Regions from separate parts of the Hordeum vulgare genome. Here all the other regions are linked to region 3. Evidence: chromatin contacts called from public Hi-C data. All regions are on one chromosome and are shown on one strand. The core of a region is the stretch at or near the end of the contact, and the rest is flanking DNA. Distances in the headings are between cores, read along the strand shown. Region 1 overlaps LOC123404355 (regulator of nonsense transcripts UPF2). Region 2 holds the start of LOC123401392. Region 3 holds the start of LOC123401170.

Region 1 (4,052 bases), core at 610-3,109, 150 kb before region 3:
TAACTCTGCATTAGCTGAACTCGAAGAACACGAGCGTGCGGCTTCAGTAGAGAAACCTGAGAGTGAAAGGCACTCGGACAATGAATCTCAGAAAAGGCAGCCACATGATGATGGCAGGGGTTCAGCAAATGGAGCTGAAAGAAATGGTAAGGATCATGGAGAAGGCGCAGATAGTGAGAGCTATTCAGATAGTGGCAGCATTGGTGGTCATGAAGATGAAGAAGATCTTCTGTCTGAGAAATCAAATGATGCATCGGAGAACGAAGGTGATGATGAGGACGATGGGATGCCTGTTGGTTCTGATGAAGATGAGGGTGTTGAGGTTAGACAAAAGGTTGTGCAGGTTGATCCCAAGGAGCAAGAAGACTTTGACCGAGAGCTGAAAGCCCTTCTACAGGAGAGTTTGGAGTCACGTAAATCGGAGGTGCGTTCCAGGTCCAGTTTGAACATGAAGGTACCAATGAATGTCCTTGAAGGTTCAAAGGATGCAAGGGCTGTGGAGTCTGAGAGTGGAGAAGAAACTATGGATGAAGAGGGTGGTAATGCTGGCGGTGGCAGCAAGGTGCGCGTTAAGGTGCTAATGAAGAAAGGGCACAAGCAACAGACGAAGCAGATGTTCGTCCCTGGCGACTGCTCTCTTGTACAGAGCACAAAGCAGCAAGAAGCTGCTGAGCTTGAGGAGAAGCAGAACATTAAGCGAAGGATCCTTGAATACAACGAGAGGGAGGAAGAAGAAATGAATGGCGGATCGTCACAAATGGGGAACTGGGGTCAAGGAGGGAGCAACACTGGCAGCAGTATTAGATCAGGTGGGCGGGGCAATTGGGATGGCTGGATCAGGGGAGGCGCTCGGCGTCACCATGCTGCTGGTGGTTTCTACCAAGGATATGGCAGGAGAAGATGAATGCCATAGTTGTCCCTGAGGTTTTTGACAGGGCAATGGTGTCAAACTCCTAACGGAGAAGAGGATGCCTTGAATTAGTTTGACAGGACGTAAACAGGATGATAGAAAAGGCTTTTCACCTCTGAATACAAGTGGTGGGTCGACTATAGAGCCGGGCCCCACTTGACAATAAAACGACAATACCGCTGACGAAGGAGAAGAATGTCTGAAAGGGCGTTCTTCTGCTGAAGTTGTTCAGTTGGGCTGGTTTGTTAATGTGTACATAAAGATTTTCTTTTGTACTGGAGGGACACCTTGCTTCAGCTGTAAACTTGGAGCGTGCATATCTACCTGAATGTAGATGTGGTGTTGCTATTTGCAAATCTTCCACGTGCCAGAATTGTTGCTTGGATGCCATGCCAGTGTGTTTGTATAAACCATAGACGAGAATAAACACCGATCATGCTCATTCTTCTGCCTTAGTGTGCAACATTGCTGACATCCTTCTGAAACGTGGAACACAAGTCAAATCATTTCTATTGTATTATTACACCAAATTCTGGAAGTTGGTAAAAATCTGCCAGACTTGCAGCCTGCTCAGTGGCTCGCAGGTTCGCGGCGCGAAACCTCAAAGGTTCCCCGCAGCCGTGTAGCTGCAATATATGTGGTCGAATCCAAGTCAGAAACTTTTTTTTTGTTTGAGGGAAATCCAAGTCAGAAACTGGGAGCGATCAAATCAACAAACTAGTTCCCCCTGATGATGATTTCCGTCTAATCGACCGATCGCTTCCGCTTGGTGCGCTAGAGGCTGTTTGCGTGCGCGTATATGCATCTGTACAACCATGTCTGCCACGATCTGATGCTACTTTTACGCGGAATGATCACGACGGAGAAACAGGATGGCTACGCCGTCTACCCTCAAGGCACATCCACATGCGTTTCTCTAGTTAGAGAGATCCACAGGCGGGGCGGCCATTGTTCGTGCCGCACCTGCACCACAGCTGCTGCTGGTCAGATCCGTGATAATGCGGTCCTGATCTGTACCTAGGTAGCGTAGCAACAGCCAGACATAGAGTCGGGTGAGGAACAAACTACCCTGTCCGTCCATAGTCGCGGCCATGATTTTCTCTTTAGGGCCGGGATGCCAGAGCTACAGCACTGGGAGAGAGAAAGAACCAGTTTCCGGGTGGCATCGAATCGATGCGGCCGGAATCTCCGAGAGCGTCGTGTCGCCTCCCTGCTGGCTCCGTGAGGAAGAAGAATCTGGCGCGGGTGGACGGCGAACCTTTGACCCCCCTCACCGCAACTAGTGCTTTTAGATTCTGCATCCGCATCGCATTACCGGTCCGGCGGTCTAGCGCCAGTAGCCACTCCAGTATGGTTGCTGTCTGTCTGTCTTCCTTCTTTTCTCGTCTCAGTGCGTGCCTTGCCTTCTTTCGGCCGCCCGCTGGTACGTACGAGTAGTTCCCTTCTCGGTCCCTAGTTGGTTGGATAGAGATGCATTTCCCTCTCACCGGCCCGGCCGCTCACTGACGTACGTGGAAAAGCAAGGCCGTGCCTTCCTTCGTGTGCAAGCAATATATGCTATGCATGCATTTCCCCCTCTTTTACACCTATCACCTATGAAGCATCGATACAGATACGGGGATACGGGATACGGTGTTTTCTAGAAACAGCAATACAGTGATATATATTGTGAGCATATATACATAATTAATAACAATATATATGCAATAAAGATAAAAAAATATTGCTTGGATCAAAATGCTGCATTGTTTGTTGCCTCTGTGCCTTTTTTCAAACCCATGTGGTATGTGCCCACATATTTATGTTAATATATGTCGATCTCTAGTCTCAACAACAGCAACATTAGTATGTCAGCAACAGTAATCAACAGCATTATGCAGCAAAGCAAAGCAGCCATGCACTAGAATGGCAGCAAGCCAACACCCGACAGGCCAGCACGGGATGAGTGGAGGAGAGCAGGGACTGGAAAAATAAGTTAGTACTTTGCTGGCCATAGGCGGCCGAGGCGAGCAGCGAGCAGCAGAAAATCGATTCCAGGCAGCAGCAGCGACAATGCGCTTATGCGGTCACTCAATCCAAATCTTGTGCCTACTCAATTGACCAGATAGATAGAGAGAGAAAGAGCGCCCTAGGTTAGAGCATCTAAACCCTGTAAAAACGCAAACTATAAAAATGAGACATGGGTCAAAAAAATTGATATTTTAAAGGTTTATTTTAGCTATGTCCGAACAGAAACTGTAAAAAAAACTGTTAAACTGTAATAAAGAGCTCCTCCTTCGATCTAACGGCCGCATCCAACCTCGTCGGACGCGCCCCGTCACCCGTCGGCCATGCTCCGCGCCCAACCTCACCGTTCATGCCTTGTCGCCCGTCGGGCATGCCCCGTCGTCTCCGTCGTCAGAGACTTGCTCTGTTGCCAGCAACGTCGGCCGTGCCGTGCCCCTTTGCCTGCCGCGCTGGGAGGACTCCGACGGCCAGGCTGAGGTCATGGGAGGCTATGGCGTGGTCGAGCTCGTCCAATTCAAACCGGCGGCGATCGATTGTGGCGTCCAGCGGTTTTTTTCGGCGTGCGGTAATGAATCTGAGCAAAATCCGCAGCGGCGTGTTTGCTTCGACGAGGTTTGACAGGTATACGGCCCCCTCCTAGAATCGGTCTTTCAACCTTAAAAAATAATGGTTTCGGGTGCGGCTTTATCATGCCTTTTAAATTTTTTACGGGTTATACCACTTTTACGGTTTCTGTTCTGTACATTTTTTACGAACAAAATTGTAAAATAGATTTTTTTTACGGATTTGATCACTTATATGGGGTCTGCTAGAGATCCTTTTAGAAGGTGGGCTTCTACTGGGTTGGCTGCCCTCCCCTATCCTCGACGACGTCTAGGGCGTATTGGCGAAGTATCGATATTATTTTATTTTATTTTTAAATTGTAAAACATGATACTTCGAGGATACGGGCATGAGCCGCCTATCGACTTATCGACTACGTTTTGTACGCCGACACAGCTGATTTTGAAGTTTCGGTGCTTCAGAGTTTTACACATGCCCCAAGGCTTGCCCCTGGGTTAGTGGGTTTTATTTTACCGGCGCCTTATGCTTATCCTCTTGTAGCAGTTTCATGTTACACATGTAGTACTACAAC
Region 2 (3,631 bases), core at 81-2,580, 240 kb after region 3:
AATAGCCATTACTGGTCTAATATAAATGTAACCCATAGAAGTGCAGAACTCAACAATTCACATAACTAGAGGATCGCAGAGGCAAGCTGTGAATCCCCAAACAGACTCTCACCACAGCATAAGAGGAAACCAGTGTTTCCTTTTCGGCAGATACTCAAAAAATAAACCCTCTCGGCAATCCTACTTAGTGTTGTTCTAATGATACCTCAAATACACCAAACTGCAACTAGATTATAAAATATTGTTCCTGGAAATACACAAATTGCGCAACATTGGTTTCTTATGCATTGACAATCTAAACATATAATTCAACATACATCAATTTCTACTTTGAAAACAGTAGCACACAACTGAACATTTTGGGCAGGCGTACACAGTAATAACTCCAAAAGGAAAGGAATCCACAAACAGCATTGACTTGTGAACATGAATATCTGACAGAACAATCATAGCGAAAATCTGTGCATCTCTTCCCAGTAAGAAGATCTACTCTAGAATCTATGAACCAGAAACGCAGTGTATCCGCCCATGTGGCCAACTGGCCATGTCTAATCAGCATGGATGATCCCGAACTTTCAAAGCACTCTGTCTACTTCGTTCCAACAAAGCTGGTTCGCTTTTAACCTCCGGGGAAAATATAACACCCCAATCGCATGTTCACAACCTCGCACACGACCGCGTACGCGCACGCACAGAAGCACGGAAAGAAAAAAGAAAAACTCCGAAAGTTCGACTGAGAAAACATTGAGGCAGCCAAATCTCCGAGCGTGAACAAATGGAATCACCGCGAATCCAAACCTAGGCGCACCCACGGCCGCTAGAGCAGACCATGATCATCTCAGATATGACATCCACACGCGTAGTAAATTGGAGAAGGAACAAAGAGCGGGATGGTTAGGGGATTTGGCGACCTCGGCGAGGACGGAGAGGACGATGATGTTGCGGACGGTGCGGCGGGAGAACTGGGTCCGGCGGCGCATCCGCGCGTGCACGGCGGCCTCCTCCTTGGACAGGTACTGCAGGCGCTTCTCGTAGTCCTCGCGGCCGCCGAAGATCCCGCGCCACATCCTCCCCAGCACCCCTCCTCCCGCCTTCTTCTTCTCCCCCTCCTCCTTCCCCTTGCCCTTGGCCTCGACCGGCTCGCCTGCTCCGTCCGCCGGCGTGGAAGCCATTGCCGGGGCTCGCGGATCTGCGCGCAGCGGGATCCGATAGGGAGGGTGGTGGTGGGACGCCACGCGACGGTGGCCTGGCCTCCGCGCTGCCTCCTTGCTGGCTCTCTCTCTCGAGAACTCCCAGCACTACTTTTTGGTGATTCGGCGTCCAGGTGGGGTGGGGTGGGGTGGGGAAATGAGGACGATGGATGGAACGCACGCGTCCAACCACACAAGCAGTAGAACGAAGTCGTACCGTGCCGTATGCCCGTTACGCGTTCGTCCGGGCCTGGGAAACCGACGGTTCGGATCGACTACAACCACACCACGAAAGCACCCAATTCCTCAGCGATCGGGAAGCAAAGTTTTGCATCTTTCTTTCGGTGGCTTGGCAAAGAGGCAGGGGAATGCTCGTCTGCCTTGGGTTCGGGGGCACGAGCGAGTCAAACACGCACGGCAAGCAGCCGGTCACCTGCTCCGATCTACGGGCGCCGGACTGGGATTTGGAGGCTTTCCGCACCGCACGCGTCGTCCATCATGCCTCCATGTGTGCCCCATCGATGTTTCCGGCGCATTAAAAAAACAGCCGCTGACTGCTCGGAGATCCAACTGGCACTACACCACGATCCGTGTGCGAGTAGAGTTTCTACACATGTTTAGTTGTTGGACATCTCATTCAGTTACATGAAAGAAAAAAAATCTTGGGTTATTCATTTATGATGGCCTAAACGTCATTTTCATTTGGAGGTACGTGGCAGCTTTGAAAGACTCGCGAAACTGCATTAGGGCAGCAAAAAAATGCTATGGGCAGAAAAGGGAAGGCTTTAGATCATCTAAGATTTTTCTGCTGTAGCAGATGATGTAAAAATTGGTGCCTTGAAATTTTCAACTAGACCATCGCATATTCTAATATTTCCAAACTAAAGAATGTTTAAATCGGAAAAAGACTAAAGAATGTTTGATAATTGAGCGTAGCTCTGATGGTTATGTTAGTTTAATGAAACCAGCTCATACTTGTAATCTACGTTGAATTTCGTAAAAAGGAACGGGTAATTGCAGTATAATGTGAGTAATTTTTTTTCCTCAGTTATGAAATCAAGGTTTATATCGAATCAATAAAAATATCAACCACAACCGTCTTCAACGGTTGCACACAAAAGAAAACAACCAACTTAAACCCAACGCGGTTAAGAGGGTTGTCAATCCCCTTGGTCTCGTTATTTGCAAGCAAGTGAGGTGTCTAGATAATTGTAAATTGCAAAATAAAATAAAAACAAGTAAATAGCAACAAGGTATTGAAGGTTTTGTAAATATATGTGAATAAATCTGAGGGACGTTATTTTTCCTAATGGCATCTCTCATGAAAACAACATACGATGGGTAAACAAATTACTGTTGGGCAATTGATAGAAAAGCGGATAGTTATGCGATATTCACGGTAATGATCATGTGTATATAGGCACCACGTTCATAAACAAACAAGTCGACTCCTGCGTGCACCTATTACTATTCTCCACTCATCGGCCGCTATCCATCATGCATCTAGAGTATTAAGAAAAATAAAGTAATGCATGGAGAACGATGACTTGATGTAGACAAATCAAACTCAAGCAATATAAATAAACCCCATTGTGTTATCCTTAGTAGCAGCAACACAAAGACGCGGCTTGTCCCTTCTGTGAATGGGATATAGAAATTCGTCAGGTTGAACCTACTACAACGCACCTCTCTCGTCGAAGAAATATCAATCTAGTTTGCCAAACTATTTTAATAGATCGGAGAGAATTACGAAGCTATCATAGGCATGCACATCAGAGTCATATTAGTATTGAGAGAAGACTCAAATATTTATCATGAATAATCTAAACATAAACCCATAATTTATCGGATCCCAACAAACGCACCACACAAAAGGATTACACCATATGGATCAAAGCGAAGATGCGATGATCATTGTATTGAAGATCAAGAGAGGGAGAGATTGACATCTATGTACTAGTTATGGACCCGTAGGTCTGTGGTGAACTACTCACACATCATCATGAAGGCAACAAGGTTGATGAAGAGGTCGTCCGTGATCGATCCCCCCTCCGACAAGGTTCCAAAACGGAGCTCCAGATGACCTCCTGTTGGAACAGAGACTTGTGGCGCCGTAAAAAGTGTTTCGAGGCTGCTTCTAGGGTTTTTTAGGATATATGAGAATTCATAAACCAGAAAACAGAGTCGGGAGGGCCTCGAGGGGCCCACAAGCCATGAGGGCGCTCCCCCCCCGGTCGCCTCGTGTTGGCTTGTGGGGCCATCGGGTGGCCTCCAACCTTCTTCTGATGCTCGTTGGTCTTCTTTTGGTCCAGAAAAAATCTTTAAAAAGTTTTAGGTCAATTGGACTTTGTTTGGTATTGAAAACCTGAAAAGTGAAGAACATGCACAAAACAACAATTGGCACTGGACACTGGATCAATAGGCTAGTGCTCAGAAATAAT
Region 3 (4,050 bases), core at 1,170-3,669:
ACACACCCCTTTAGCTCCATCCCTTCATCCATTGCTGCTTCTGCGTAGTCCCCTTTGCCCTACTTGCATATAACAAAATATCAAAGCCAATGATGTGGATGTATTTATGGAAAGGCAAAAGGAAACTGATTCTTGGAGCATGTCTAGAAGCAACAGATGTCAGCATGTGCATCACAGGAAAGAGGCCGTGTAATGCAGCAAGGGGCAAAGTGGTCAGTGCATAACACCACAAGATTGGCTAAGGATGAGACCTTTCTCAACGTTGCTGGGCATATTAAACAAGACAAGAGAAAGGACGAAAAGGGAAGCCAAATTCGGCTACCTTGTCTCTCTTCAGATATCATCAAGGAATGTGGCAGCACAAGAAGCTACCACGAATTGCCCCAAGGAAGACATGCATACTTTATGAGAGAGATAATCACAACCGTTACCCCTTTTTTCGATGAGAAACCGTCACCCTTTGCAAGTTGCAATCGTAAGAATTCAGAGGGAAGGTCGGAAACTTGGGAACTGAGATAGGGAAACATTGTAAACTTGGGCTTCTGTTATTTATTTCAGAAAATTACAAAGAATGGAATACAAAAGTATAATGACAAAATAGATATGCAAACAAATATGGTACAAGTTTGGTATTTCCGAAATGACGTATTTAGCACACATAAATTCCCTAATAAATGACCATTCATTCAACCCTCTATTTTATACTCCCTCCATCCCAAATTAAGTGACTCAACTTTGTACTAACTTTAAAGTTAGTACAAAGTTGAGTCACTTATTTTGGAACAGAGGAAGTACTTTTTTACTATCATCCACACGCCGCTTCACAACAACGTCGGACTGTTACTTTCAGAGTTTCTCAAATAAATAAAAAACATGTTGCATTCAATACTATTTTTCATTATTTTGGAACATACTTTAAGACTTTAAGTGCCAGAAAGTTTAGATTAGTTGGCCCCACAGCCACAGGGTTTTGGTTCTAGCTCGGCCACTGTCTGTATGACTATGACCTCATGAAAATGACAGTCTCACCTGCTTATCAAACGTGGAACGTGGTGGAAAGCACAAATCTTTACTCTAAACTCTAAAGTAGTTTGTGCAAACTGACAGTAACATTCTCAGTGGGAGCTGCTGTGTAATATGTTTGAAATGCTAAGCAAGAAGTCAAAAGGAGAAGAGTACGGTAATGTCAATGAGAGGGGCCACAGAAAGGTGAAGTGCATGAATTAGCTAGTACTACTGGTACTTACTAGAAACAGGGAATGGAATATAGAAACACGAAGGACGCGGTGCAGCGACAGAGAAAGATCAAACTGTTTTTTTTTTGCGAAGAAGAGAAAGATCAAACTGTTGTAGTTAAAAGATCATTACGACGATCAGATATTCAGATTAAGCGCGTCTACTAACTAAGCATTTGACAATTCATTCATTCAGACTTCTTTTGAACCTCGTATACTATCCCCCATCCAAAGTTTCTCAACAAAACAGATTGGATTGTAGTAACTGGAATAAAAGAAAAGGGTGGACCGACGGAAATTGGAAATCGCTACGACTTTTCTCGCGGAGAGAACTTTGCTGAGCAACAGGGATCGTCCGTGGTAGAGAAGAAAGAATCTCAACAGAACGAAAAGGAGCGGCATGGATGAACTCAACCCAGTCGAGCAAGCGAGTCTGATCGAACAGGATCGCCCGATCGGATTTAGCATGTTCCAGATCACGGCGAGGGAAAAGCAAACGAAGCGGCATTAATGGCGAACCAACCAACATAGATTCCTTTCCGCCCAACAGTGGCTACCCCGCTCCACTTACCAGGAATCAAATCAGGCCCTTCTCAGTTCCCCTCTCCACTCCCTCCCCGATAAATGCCAAGGGACGGGCTGGGTTAAACGGGGGGGAACCTATAGCCATGAAAAACAAAAGGATCTTCAAAAGATGGGGAAAGGGGGGGAATTCTTGCATGATGAAGGGGAAATAAAGCGAGGAAGCTGGGTGTTCTCAACAGAGGACGCCTCAAGAAAGTTTTTTTAAAAAAATTGCCCCCTTATTTGTCCCTTAAATTTAAGGCTCTAACGATAATCAAGGTTAAATAAATGGGGGGAATTTGGAGCAGCGACTCCTGCTTCCGCCGCTGTTTCCGTCCAACTCTGTGTGCCCCTCCCCTCCCTCCATCGTGAACCAATCGATTAAACTAAATCCCAGCTAATGCCAATTAGGTGCGGGAGTAAGTAATGAGGTGCGGAGAAACAAGGAGCGTGCGTGGCGTACCTCGACCTCGACGGCGTCGGTAGAAGAGGAGGGAGGGAGGGAGGGGGGCTCCTCTCCTGCCGCGCGGTCTCCTAGGCACCAATACTGAGAGAGAGAGAGAGAGACCACGATCTAGTAGTACGACGGGAAGGACGACGAGCTTTATGTTGGGCGTCAGTTTTATTATACATATACTCCTATGTGCTACCCTGCGTACTCTATCCGGCGGACACGGCCAAAGTCGCTAGCTAGGACCGATTATCTGTGAGAGGTGGCGATGCGAAGCCTCCCCAGTCCCCATGCAATTGTCACTGTCCGGTTTGGATGCCGATGGGGGGCTCGGACACGTTTGTAACCGTTGCAAGGTATAGAATCCATTTTCAGGTTATTTTTTTCTTTTTAAAACGGAAGTAAAAGTTAGAGCAACTTCAATGAAGCGACCCAAACGGACGGCGATTTCGTCCGTTTTTTTTGTCCGTTTGGATCAGCCGCCCACCCCGCGTCCGTCCTGTTTTAGATATGGGTCGGCGTCGACCCATATGTGTCGGCATGGCCGGCTGGCCGTCATATTTTGCATGAATTTGCATAGTTTGAATCAAATAACATAATTTGGATCGAATAAAATAGCATAGTTATTACAAGCCGAATGAAAATCACATAGTTCTCACATAGTTTTGCAAACGAATAAAAGAAGATAAATCTATTGGTCGCCAACATCAGCCCACATATGCTCAACCAAATCATTTTGCAGTTGCACGTGAGTTTCTCAATCACGGATGTCTTGATGAAAATTAGGTGAACTGTTCAAACGTTGCCGCTCCTTCATGCTCACGCACAACATTCTCACCCTGAAACTGAAACCCTTGATCGTACAGACGTTCCGGGCGCTCGTCTTCTACGAACATATTATGCACGATCACATAAGCAGTCATCACCTCCCATAGTTTCTGCGTGCTCCAGGTATTAGCAGGATACCGAACGATGCCCAATCGAGATTGCAAAACACCAAAGGCACGCTCGACAACCTTCCTAGCACTCTCTTGCTCTTGGGCAAATCTTTTCCTCTTCTCTCCGACAGGCTATGGTATTGTCTTGACAATAATCCACTAAGGATAGATACCATCATCCAGGTAGTATCCTTTGTCGTAGTTGTGGCCCTTGACAGTAAAGTTCACTGGTGGGTTGTTGCCTTCGACAAGCCTAGCAAACACCGGCGAGCGCTGAAGCACGTTGATATCATTGTGTGATCCGGCCATGCCAAAGAAAGAGTGTCAGGTCCAGAGATCTTCAGACGCCACGGCCTCTATTATGACAGTGCAAGCCCTGACATGGCCCTGATACTGCCCTTGCCAAGCAGAAGGGCAGTTCTTCCACTCCCAGTGCATGCAGTCTATGCTACCAAGCATCCCTAACCCATGCTGGCATTCATGGCCAACAAACGGGTTGTATCTTTAGTAGTCGGCTCTCTCAAGTACTCAGGGCCAAACACAGCAATAACAACCTTGCAAAACTTATACAGGGACTCTAGGCAAGTAGACTCGCTCATACGGACGTACTCGGCAATGAGATCATCTGTATGCAAGCATTCGGATGGCGGCAGTGCATTTTTGATAAGAGGAAAAAACCTATCTTGCCAACGGCATCCTCTTTACACTCGAAATAGTCATCATAGCCGACCACCCCCTCTCTAATACGGTTGAAAAGATGCCTACTCATACGGAAAGGACGGCGGAATTTTTTATGTTTGAACAATGGGTTTGTTGTATCAAAGTAGTCCTTTCAAAGAAGGAAATGCCCACTCTCTCGGTT

What was found. Hi-C and Micro-C count contacts between places; a contact is called where the count stands out from the background.
Region 1: a Hi-C map of leaf shows a contact between it and region 3, with 2.9 times the contacts expected there. The contact joins the enhancer-like site here to the promoter of LOC123401170 in region 3. A contact is called at or near these places in 4 of 6 Hi-C or Micro-C datasets (leaf and seedling) and 1 of 1 datasets of contacts at active chromatin or transcription factors (embryo).
Region 2: a contact with region 3 is called in a Hi-C map of seedling, with 3 times the contacts expected there. The contact joins the promoter of LOC123401392 here to the promoter of LOC123401170 in region 3. A contact is called at or near these places in 3 of 6 Hi-C or Micro-C datasets (leaf and seedling) and 1 of 1 datasets of contacts at active chromatin or transcription factors (embryo).

Annotation. Positions count from the first base shown.
Region 1 is chr6H:382,979,393-382,983,444 of MorexV3_pseudomolecules_assembly, reverse strand. LOC123404355 (regulator of nonsense transcripts UPF2) reads left to right here. Exons shown (of 17, transcript XM_045098274.1): 17 at 1-1,352. The coding sequence ends at 904. Among protein-coding and RNA genes, the nearest start is that of LOC123404355, 19 kb to the left of the region's middle. Within about 2 kb of position 1,859, at least 2 of the 3 cell types and tissues checked have open chromatin away from gene starts, as enhancers often do. A contact at or near this core is called in leaf, where this site is marked.
Region 2 is chr6H:382,590,367-382,593,997 of MorexV3_pseudomolecules_assembly, reverse strand. LOC123401392 reads right to left here and starts at 1,330. Exons shown (of 5, transcript XM_045095179.1): 1 at 912-1,330. The coding sequence starts at 1,172.
Region 3 is chr6H:382,828,295-382,832,344 of MorexV3_pseudomolecules_assembly, reverse strand. It overlaps LOC123401170, which reads right to left and starts at 2,419. Exons shown (of 3, transcript XM_045094908.1): 1 at 2,263-2,419; 2 at 1-60. The coding sequence starts at 32.